Linked DNA regions of Mus musculus: region 2 is linked to region 1. The links are chromatin contacts, called in public promoter capture Hi-C maps. All regions are on one chromosome and are shown on one strand. The core of a region is the stretch at or near the end of the contact, and the rest is flanking DNA. Distances in the headings are between cores, read along the strand shown. Region 1 holds the start of Tmem106b (transmembrane protein 106B). Region 2 overlaps Thsd7a (thrombospondin, type I, domain containing 7A).

Evidence for each region. Promoter capture Hi-C pulls out the DNA fragments that hold promoters and counts their contacts.
Region 2: a contact with region 1 is called in a promoter capture Hi-C map of second pharyngeal arch cranial neural crest, with 6 times the contacts expected there. The contact joins the enhancer-like site here to the promoter of Tmem106b in region 1. A contact is called at or near these places in 9 of 39 promoter capture datasets (the 3T3-L1 cell line, cranial neural crest, embryonic stem cells and 5 more), 2 of 484 Hi-C or Micro-C datasets (both in cortical neurons), 6 of 115 datasets of contacts at active chromatin or transcription factors (cardiomyocytes, embryonic basal ganglia, embryonic stem cells and 3 more) and 1 of 9 other capture datasets (adipose tissue).

Annotation. Positions count from the first base shown.
Region 1 is chr6:13,068,004-13,072,091 of GRCm38.p6, reverse strand. It overlaps Tmem106b (transmembrane protein 106B), which reads right to left and starts at 2,333. Exons shown (of 9, transcript NM_027992.3): 1 at 2,132-2,333; 2 at 1,678-1,784; 3 at 129-350. The coding sequence starts at 348.
Region 2 is chr6:12,335,758-12,340,394 of GRCm38.p6, reverse strand. It overlaps Thsd7a (thrombospondin, type I, domain containing 7A), which reads left to right. Exons shown (of 28, transcript NM_001164805.1): 18 at 1,670-1,814; 19 at 3,028-3,143. Among named protein-coding and RNA genes, the nearest start is that of Gm38583, 99 kb to the left of the region's middle. Within about 2 kb of position 2,959, at least 7 of the 459 cell types and tissues checked have an H3K27ac peak or open chromatin away from gene starts, as enhancers often do. A contact at or near this core is called in embryonic basal ganglia and second pharyngeal arch cranial neural crest, where this site is marked.

The DNA.
Region 1 (4,088 bases), core at 1,084-3,583:
TTTCTGACTAAACAAAACTGGTAAACTTTGAATCTCTGAAAATAGAAGTGCTTAAGACTATAGATTTTACATTGTTTGAGCAAATGTTTGGAATCCTTTAAGAGGACAGCCAATGCTACAACACGTACCCCTAGGAATTCTTCCTGTTCCTTGGCAAGTGGGACAAGTGACACTATCTCTTCCAGTAAATTCCACATATGGGAACTGAGAGACATCTCCATTTCTTCCGTCTTCGTTGTGCACTTCACTGCTAACCAATCCATTTCTCATATTGTCTGTCGATGTAACGCCATCATAGCCATCTTCTTTATTTGAATGCAAAGGTAAGTGAGAAAGAGACTTTCCCATGTCTAATGAAAAAGAAAAATCTGACAGTAAATTCCATGTGGAAAAAAAGAGTCTCAGACCCTATGGGATATATTTACAGGGTTAGGCAAATGCAAATTACTTGTAGGATTAAAATTATGTTCAACCAAAGTAATGTCTGATACAAGGAAACCATTTGTAGCATTCAGAAAGTACTTTTCTAACAGAACATTATGAAACCAAATCCTGTAAGACTTGTAATGTGAACAATGTTTAAAATGGTAACAGTTGGCAAAAGTTTACAGTGTCAATGGAGATGCTAGGCTTTCTTAGCATGTTCAAAACAGAAATATGGTTTTAGTTTTTTGTAGAGAAAAACATATTTTAACTATAAACCAGTTGGCACTGCAGGTGAACTTGTTGGCCTGTTACAACAGATATGTATATCACCAGCTAACTTCAAAGTGACTCATTTCACTCACTTAAATTCATACTCCTTTAGTTGTCAATAAAACCCTAGAAGTACATGACTGAAAAGAACATGAAAAGCCACATAATACAACATGCCGGTTTTCTGAGAGACAAAATAATAGAAAAAGCAAACAAAAATTTTAAATGGTACAATTCCATTCTCCCTGCGGTTATCCATCACTTATCAGATTCAAAATACGAACTACACAATCACAGATACTACTTTTAATTTAATATTTTTCATTAAAAAATAAAATGATACTAAGTGATTCAGGTCACCCCAGATGAAGGAAATTCATATCTGCTTTTCAAAATCTGAATGCTACTTGTTGAATTCACTCACTGTGTAGACAGCAATATTAAATTTAAAAACTTGAGTCATATAGAAAAGGAGTAAAAAAAAATGAATAAATATACTTTCAGAAGTTCTGTGTACACACTGTGTACCATAGCTCAGAAATATCAGTGATTGTGACTTACACACACACAGTATCTTACTGTGGCTCAATGACAGCGAGTCAGAGCCAAGCCAACACTTGGCAGCCACAGGTGCACAGGGGTGAATTGTAATCAGTACCGGCTCCTTACACTGTGACCTTGGAAGCTTTGGAGTACACAGGGTGGTTTAGAATCAGCTGACACTAGACAACACGTGGTGTCATCACAGGGGTGAAAACTGTGTCCCACAAATGGGAGCCTTTATGGCAAAAGGCTAGGGACAGCTAAGTGGTTCTGGTCTCCGCTGGCTGCCTTACTCAGACCCACAGTAACCTTGACATATTCTGCTGAAGGTGGGTTTGGGTACACACCAGATTAAGCAGTCACTTGAATCCTAGCCTTCTTGCTTAGCTTTTCTTGAGGCTATTGACAAGTGTAACCCCTGTCATTTTGGAAACTTACTTGAGGTTTTTAAAGGGAGTGGTAGATCCCCTTCGTCTCCTCCCCGGGCTCTCAATGTTTATACCGCGGTCTTGTGAACTCAACACGGTTCTCAGATGCTCTAGAAACTGGGAAAAAGATAAATTCAGCAGCGCATGCAACTGAGATGTGTCACCTGTTTGTGTGCAGACCTGGGGTTAGTTCTGAGGGGCTCAAGGGAGACGGAAACGAGCGCTTTTCAAAGGGCATCACAGGCAAACAAACCCCCGGAAGAAATCAACATCCGAGTCACCTTGCAACTACAACTGTCAAGCCCCAGAGCTACTCGGCCGCTCAGATCAAGGGCCCTGGCGCCGCCCGAGCCACCCCGGGAGCGAAGCCAAGGCCCCCGCGGTGACAACCCCGCACCCGGCTCGCCGCGGCCTCCCTCACCGCTCGGGCAGGGGACGTGGGCCCCACGGCCCGGGTCGCTCACCCGCACGCGGAGTGCTGCGCGGTCCCGGGATGCTCCGGTGCGTGCGGGCCGCAGGACAGGGTCACAGCGTCCCGGTCCCGGGGCCGGGCCGAGCGCCGGTAGAGTGCAGCCGGGAGAGCTGCGGGGGAGGGGTAGCACAACAACTGCATCAGCTGAGCTCCGTACCGGGAGAGCCTGCGCGTGCGCTTGCGCAGTTCGCCCCAGGAAGGAGGGGCTAGGCCCTGGAATGGACACTACGCATGCGCACTGTCACCGGTTTGAAGGGAAGTTGCCAGGGTGAAAGCTTCTGGTTTTGTCACCTGTCTCTTCTCTAGACTGGAAAGTTTCAAAATAGTACTAATTGCGCCTGGCTTACGAATAATCGGTTTTCCCTTTTCCCCTCCACCAGGCTGATTCCTTTTGTAAAGGGGAGGAATGTGCACCGTCGCAATTTTGAGCGATCGTGTTCTCAAGTCTAGATTTGCAGACACAAAACTTCCTTCCTGGGGTTAGAATGAGCCGGTTGGTGCACATTTCTGGCAGAGTTGCAGGCCAGAATTTTGTTATTGAGTTTTCATTTAGAAATTAATGTCACCGGGAAGACGCACCCCCGCCCCCGCCTTGGTTTAATCTTGTTTTGATTTTGTACTTAAATTCACATTATTCAGTGCATGCAATAAGAGTTGTACCCCAAAGCTCATGACCAAGTGAGTTGTTAAAGGAGTGTCCCAATCCATGCACCTCATTGTCCAGTCATAATTTACAGTGAGTTGAGGCTACAGTGGCTCATTTTAGTGGCTCGCCAGTGTTATAGTCAAAGGTTGTTATGACCTCTTTTCTGTCTTCCTGATAATCAAGATGTATTAAGTGGCTCATAAGATTCCTGGATGGGATTATAATAAGATAAAATTGAAAGCAAGAACAGATGCGGTTGCTAAAGGAGTTTAATAGCTTCCCTATAAATGGGGTTTCTGGTGAAATTCCTAGAAAATTAACAGAGTTATAACTGGGAAGTAAGCATCTCTTAATTGTGTTTTTTTTTTTTTTTCTTTTTCTTTTTTTTTTTTTTTTTTTTCCTTCTCTACTGGAAAAAAGCAACTGCACTGGGCGAGGAGCTCCCAATTTTGTCCCGCTCTTCTAAACTGCCTTGTATGTATTTGGAAAGTATTTTGATTTATGACCATCTTCTATGTATATAAAAGTTTCATGAAATTGTTATCACATTGGGACATTGGTATTTGGAATAGCCCAAGTCTTTGTTTTCAGGTCATGGTTCCTCATATTGGCTTTAGAATAAACTCTTTGTCCTTTTGAGGTGAGAGCTGTGTATTTTCCATCTACATAAGCAGGATGTTTTAAGACTATTTAAAACATTCACCTCCTTAGGTCCGGCAATTTCACTCTGTGAGATTCATCCTAAATTATAATGAGAATTCTAAAGTAAAGTTGTGTGCAGTGTGTAACCAGTTTCTTAGGATTTCAATAGAGTTAACAATAGCTTCGAAGTAGACCATGGCAACTCTTATAAAGAATACATTTATTTGGGGTTGGCTTACAGTTTCAGAGGTTTAGCCCGTTATGCTCCTGGCAGGAAACATGGCAGCAACCAGGCAGACATGATACTGGAGGAGCTTAGAGTTCGACATCAGAGACAGCAGGGAAGTGAATTAGCTCCTTAGACCCCAAGGCCCTCTCCCTAGTCAGCACCTCCTCCATTTAAGCCACACCCTCCCTAATAGTGCTACTCCCTTTGGGCCAATCCTTCACACTCAGGGTCCAGAGGCTGTTCCTATTCAAACCACTGCAAGGAAACTAAATACACATAAACTAAATACCTGATTAAGTCACACCAGCAGTGCACTTGATAAAATGATTGCTTTTGAGATGTGGTTCCTTGGGTTGCACACTAGTTGCCCTAAAACTTGCTGTGAGAACAGCCTTCCTTCCCTTCAATAAGATCCAATATGAAGCCCACTTG
Region 2 (4,637 bases), core at 1,710-4,209, 730 kb after region 1:
CTAGGTGTGCATTTTCAACTTTATAAATTATCTTAAATCATCACCTAGGATGTCAATAAATAAAAAAAATAAACATTTATTGCATGAAAAGAACTGTTAAGTTTAAAGAATATACAGATATAGAAAAAAGAAGTAGTTCAATGTACTCTGGACATGGTAGCAGGACCTTTCTATAATTTGCATTTTCTCAGTACAGTAAGTTTTCCCTCAGTGGTATGATCAACATACAGCAAGAGCAGAGGCCAAGACAATAACTACTTTAGACCTAAGAAATCCAAAATTGTTTGTCTCTTTCTATTCTTACAATCTAAATGTTTATAGAAAGATGCACCAATAAGATAATAGCCAGCCACTGTGTAGGTTCTAAATTGTTTATATGAGGATATGCATTAAGAACATCAAATACCTTGATATTTATTTAAATGGTTTAAGTCAATTTATATATATACACAGGCATTCATACACATATATACATTTACATATATGTGAATCATTACAGCATATGAAATTAGCATTCTGTGTTACTAAAAGTAGCCCATACGAATGTGTTTCCATAGGTGTGAGATAATGACTTAAACATCTTCTAGCTAGGATGGGACATCAGACTCTGACAATGCCTACATTTTACATATGGAAACTCTGAACTTTGATTCATAGTGAGGTTAATTCTTTATTTAAATTAGTTCAATGAACTACTACTCTAAATCCAGCTCCAGAAGCATCCTAGCTTCTGTATAGTTAAGTTTACCTTTCTTTAAATAAAAAAATGTAACAAGTAGTAATTTATATTATGTTTATGAGAAGACAATGGACACAAATTCTAAATATGAGACTCTTAAAGGTGTACACATTATAGTTTATGTATTATACTTACACTTATTATAGGCAAATACACAAATTAGAATTAAAATAATTACCAATTTCCATTATTTTATTGGAAATAAATGTGTTACTACTTCTAGGTTTTCTTGCTTTCATCCCCCAGTATAGGGGAATGCCAATGCCAAGAAGTGGGAGTGGGTGGGTTGGGGAGCAGGGTGAAAGGGAAGAGGATAGGGGATTTTTGGACAGGAAAATAGGAAAGGGGATAACATTTGGAATGTAATTAAATAAAATATCTAATAAAAGAAATAAATGATTTAAGAGACCAAAACATCCTAAGTAATGAAAGAAACAACTACTCTTTGATTCAGCCCTTAATATACTTATTATATCATGTATAAAATATTTGAATTTTAGTTAATTCATTAATGTACTATTATATGTACTTTTATGAATTCAGAATTTTATATATATATATATATATATATATATATATATATATACACACACACACACACACATTTTACATCAGTCAGGATTATTATACCTCAGAGTTTTTTGAGAAAGACCTGTGTGACTAAGTTGTGAATAATTGACATGACTGTCTAAGAAAATTGCTAATTTTTTTGTAAGTAATGGTGTTTTGATGAAGGATACTGCATAGGGGAGTAACATTAAGCCAAAGAAATCTTAAGGGAGCAAAATTTCTCTAGAAGGATGGAGTTTCACTACTGAAAACCATGTGGGATAGCTACTTGAGACATGTGTGTGAGGTGATGATGAATCAGAATATACACAATAATATGTAAGTTTACCTTTCTTAAAAACTGGTATTGTTCTCTGTAAGCCTTGCAATCCAAGTGGTTCGAGGCAAAGGTCAGCCGATCCCATCAGACAGCCTGCTGATGAAGGAAGAGCCTGCCCTGATGCTGTGGAGAAAGAGCCCTGTAGCCTGAACAAAAATTGTTACCACTATGACTATAATGTCACAGGTAAAGCACCTCATCGTGTCCTTATACATTCTGATGCTTCTTCCAGTAGGAATCGACTCCAGACATTCTCAAATCCCAGGCCAGCTCTACCTGTGTGCCATTTAGACACAGTTTAAACTCTGAGACATAATCAGTGTCACATGACAGAAGTAGTCATCTGTTTTACTTTTTTTTAGAAATCATCAAAATAAAAAGAATAAAAGTGTGCAAAGACTATATTTATGAAGTATGTGATAAATACTCAAAATGATCTTTTTTAAAATCTCCTATTTTGAGATTATGGAAAATATTTTCTTTTTTATCAGATATTTGATTGTTACATATACATAAATAATTCTTGAGACACTGGAACATTTGTGAACATTGACATGATATAAAATGTCCATAGTCTTAAAAATAATTATCAGAAAAGTAGACTTGTGATAAATTGCATTTATTTCTTAAATTTCAGTTAATATCATCAAAATATACACATCAACAATATTTTATTGGTTCATATGGTTTGGTACAATGTTGAAGCTAACTTGGATTTTTTTCCTAGTAATGTTTATGTTGAAAAAAAGCTCAAGAAATTGAAGAAAGACACATAGCAGTTGCACTGGCTTATGTCTCTTAGTTTTCTCTACAATTTGCTTTGATGCCACAAAGGAAATCAAAGTTCTCTAGGGTACATTGTACTATCCTGGAGAAAGATGAAAAAATGGTTTTAGGAAAAGATACAAAATAAGAGAATTTAATAAATATGCTGAATTTATTTACAAAATGAGTTTGTACTTTTAAAGACTTTTACTTCCTGCAAATGAATGAAGTACATAGTATTAATATAACTACATAGAGCACCATCCATTAAAATTATTTTGCTAAAAGATGCATAATTGTACATTTTTATTTCTATTCTTCTTTTAAAAGTTTTGACATGGTATTGATCTGTGCGACCAAGTCATTTTTACAATATCACTAAATAGCTAGCTGTCAAGACTGTCGAGTAGACATCTGCCTCAAAAAATAATCCCCACCGCTATGTGCAACCTCAGCAATTTCATTTGACTCCTAATATGTTCAAATCTGGGACCCATATGCTCTGCATGTGGGATGATTGATTGAGGGGCTTAGGAAGCAGTTGTGAATTAGGCATGGGATTCAGGTCATCAGAGTTTCATCTGACGTCTGTTACATGCACCGCCTTCTGTTCTGATGGGTCTTTTTCATTCAGACTGGAGTACGTGTCAGCTGAGCGAGAAGGCAGTTTGTGGGAATGGCATTAAAACAAGGATGTTGGACTGTGTTCGAAGTGATGGCAAGTCCGTTGACCTAAAGTACTGTGAAGAGGTGGGTGAGTGTTGAGTTAAATCTTTGAAGGAATTCTTCCCTGATAATTTGAATTCACATGGAGCCAAGTGGCATTTGCTCCACCCACTTGCATGGGCAACAGCTGTTTTCACAGGCTGTCTAGTGCCCTCTTGAAAAGAGACAGTATCCACGCTACCGATTTCCACAGATAATTTCCTGTACTTTGTTCTGCTTGGAGCCCTGAGGTATGCTAATTAGCCAATTCTGGAAAAAAATGCTTAGGAAACAATAAGCAATCAAGGTGAATAAAAGCAATAAATCTTAATCAGACCATTCATCATCTTTTGTAATTTGATGTGATTTGGGTGCAGAGCTTGGATACCTGCCAAGATGCATCATTTATTCTTTTTGTTGCTAAACATTGATCACATGCAGTTTCAGAGCAGATTTTGATATGAAGATCTGATACCCAGCTGTGAAAATCTAAGTACTTAGGTCTCAGGTCTGGATAAGAGAGCTCAGTGCTCCAGCAAAGCAGTGAAGTCTGTCACTAATAGCTTTAAGGCTCAGAGATGTCGTTTATAGTTAATCGTCAAAGCAAAGTAATGCTATGATTCTTAGCTCCGGCGTTCTGGGCAGCAGAGATACGTGGCATTGGCCTTTCTCTTTTTCATGAAGCTACACCTTGCATGGAAGAGATTTCTGTCTGATTTTTCACACCACAAAGGCAATGACGTTCCTGTCCTTTCACTCCCTGTGCTTCTGATATGCACAGGGTCATTTTTCAGACCAAAATAAGCAAGAGCTTCAGTAGATGTGAAACAGAATTTTCTTAACTCTCAAGGGAAAGAAAGCCACCAGTGGAAACTACTTGAACCCACTTAGTGCCGTTGTCAATGTGCATGTAACTTTAACTTCCTCACATCTCTGTCTATAGGGATGGACTTCTAGAGGCTCTGAAAACATTGCTTTGTTTAGACAATAAATGTCTCCCTGTAAAATCTTGTTTACCAACCTATTTATATGTTAAATTAAAGTAAGTTAAAATCAGGTTTTTTTAATATTATAATTTAAGCAATATAACCAACAGTAAATAACAATTTTGTGCTTGAAGATGATTACAACAAAAACTAACATCCCGGAGAATGGTAGGTGATCCTGCTCGGGGTGATTAGTGTAGTCTCTGGCAAACACCCAGGAAAATTTCCTCCTTACAAGAATGTGAAATGAGACTGCTTTAGTAGTAAAGCCCAATGCATTCAGGACTCTTTTAAATTGCTTCTTTTGCTTTGTGAATTTTGCAGGGACAACTGCAGGTTCAGATCCTAACACCCTAGCAAATGCTGTCTTCAGGGAAAACTAAGCTGCTCTCTGTGGGAATTAAACAACACACATACCATTTTATGCATCCCTATGAGTCCAGCTGGATGCTCAGACCACCTACCTACCAACCCCTGTGCAAACCCTGTATTCAGTTCAGCAGCAGTAGGTAGCTCTTGCTGCTTCTCTAATGGCCACAAAGAAATGTGTCAT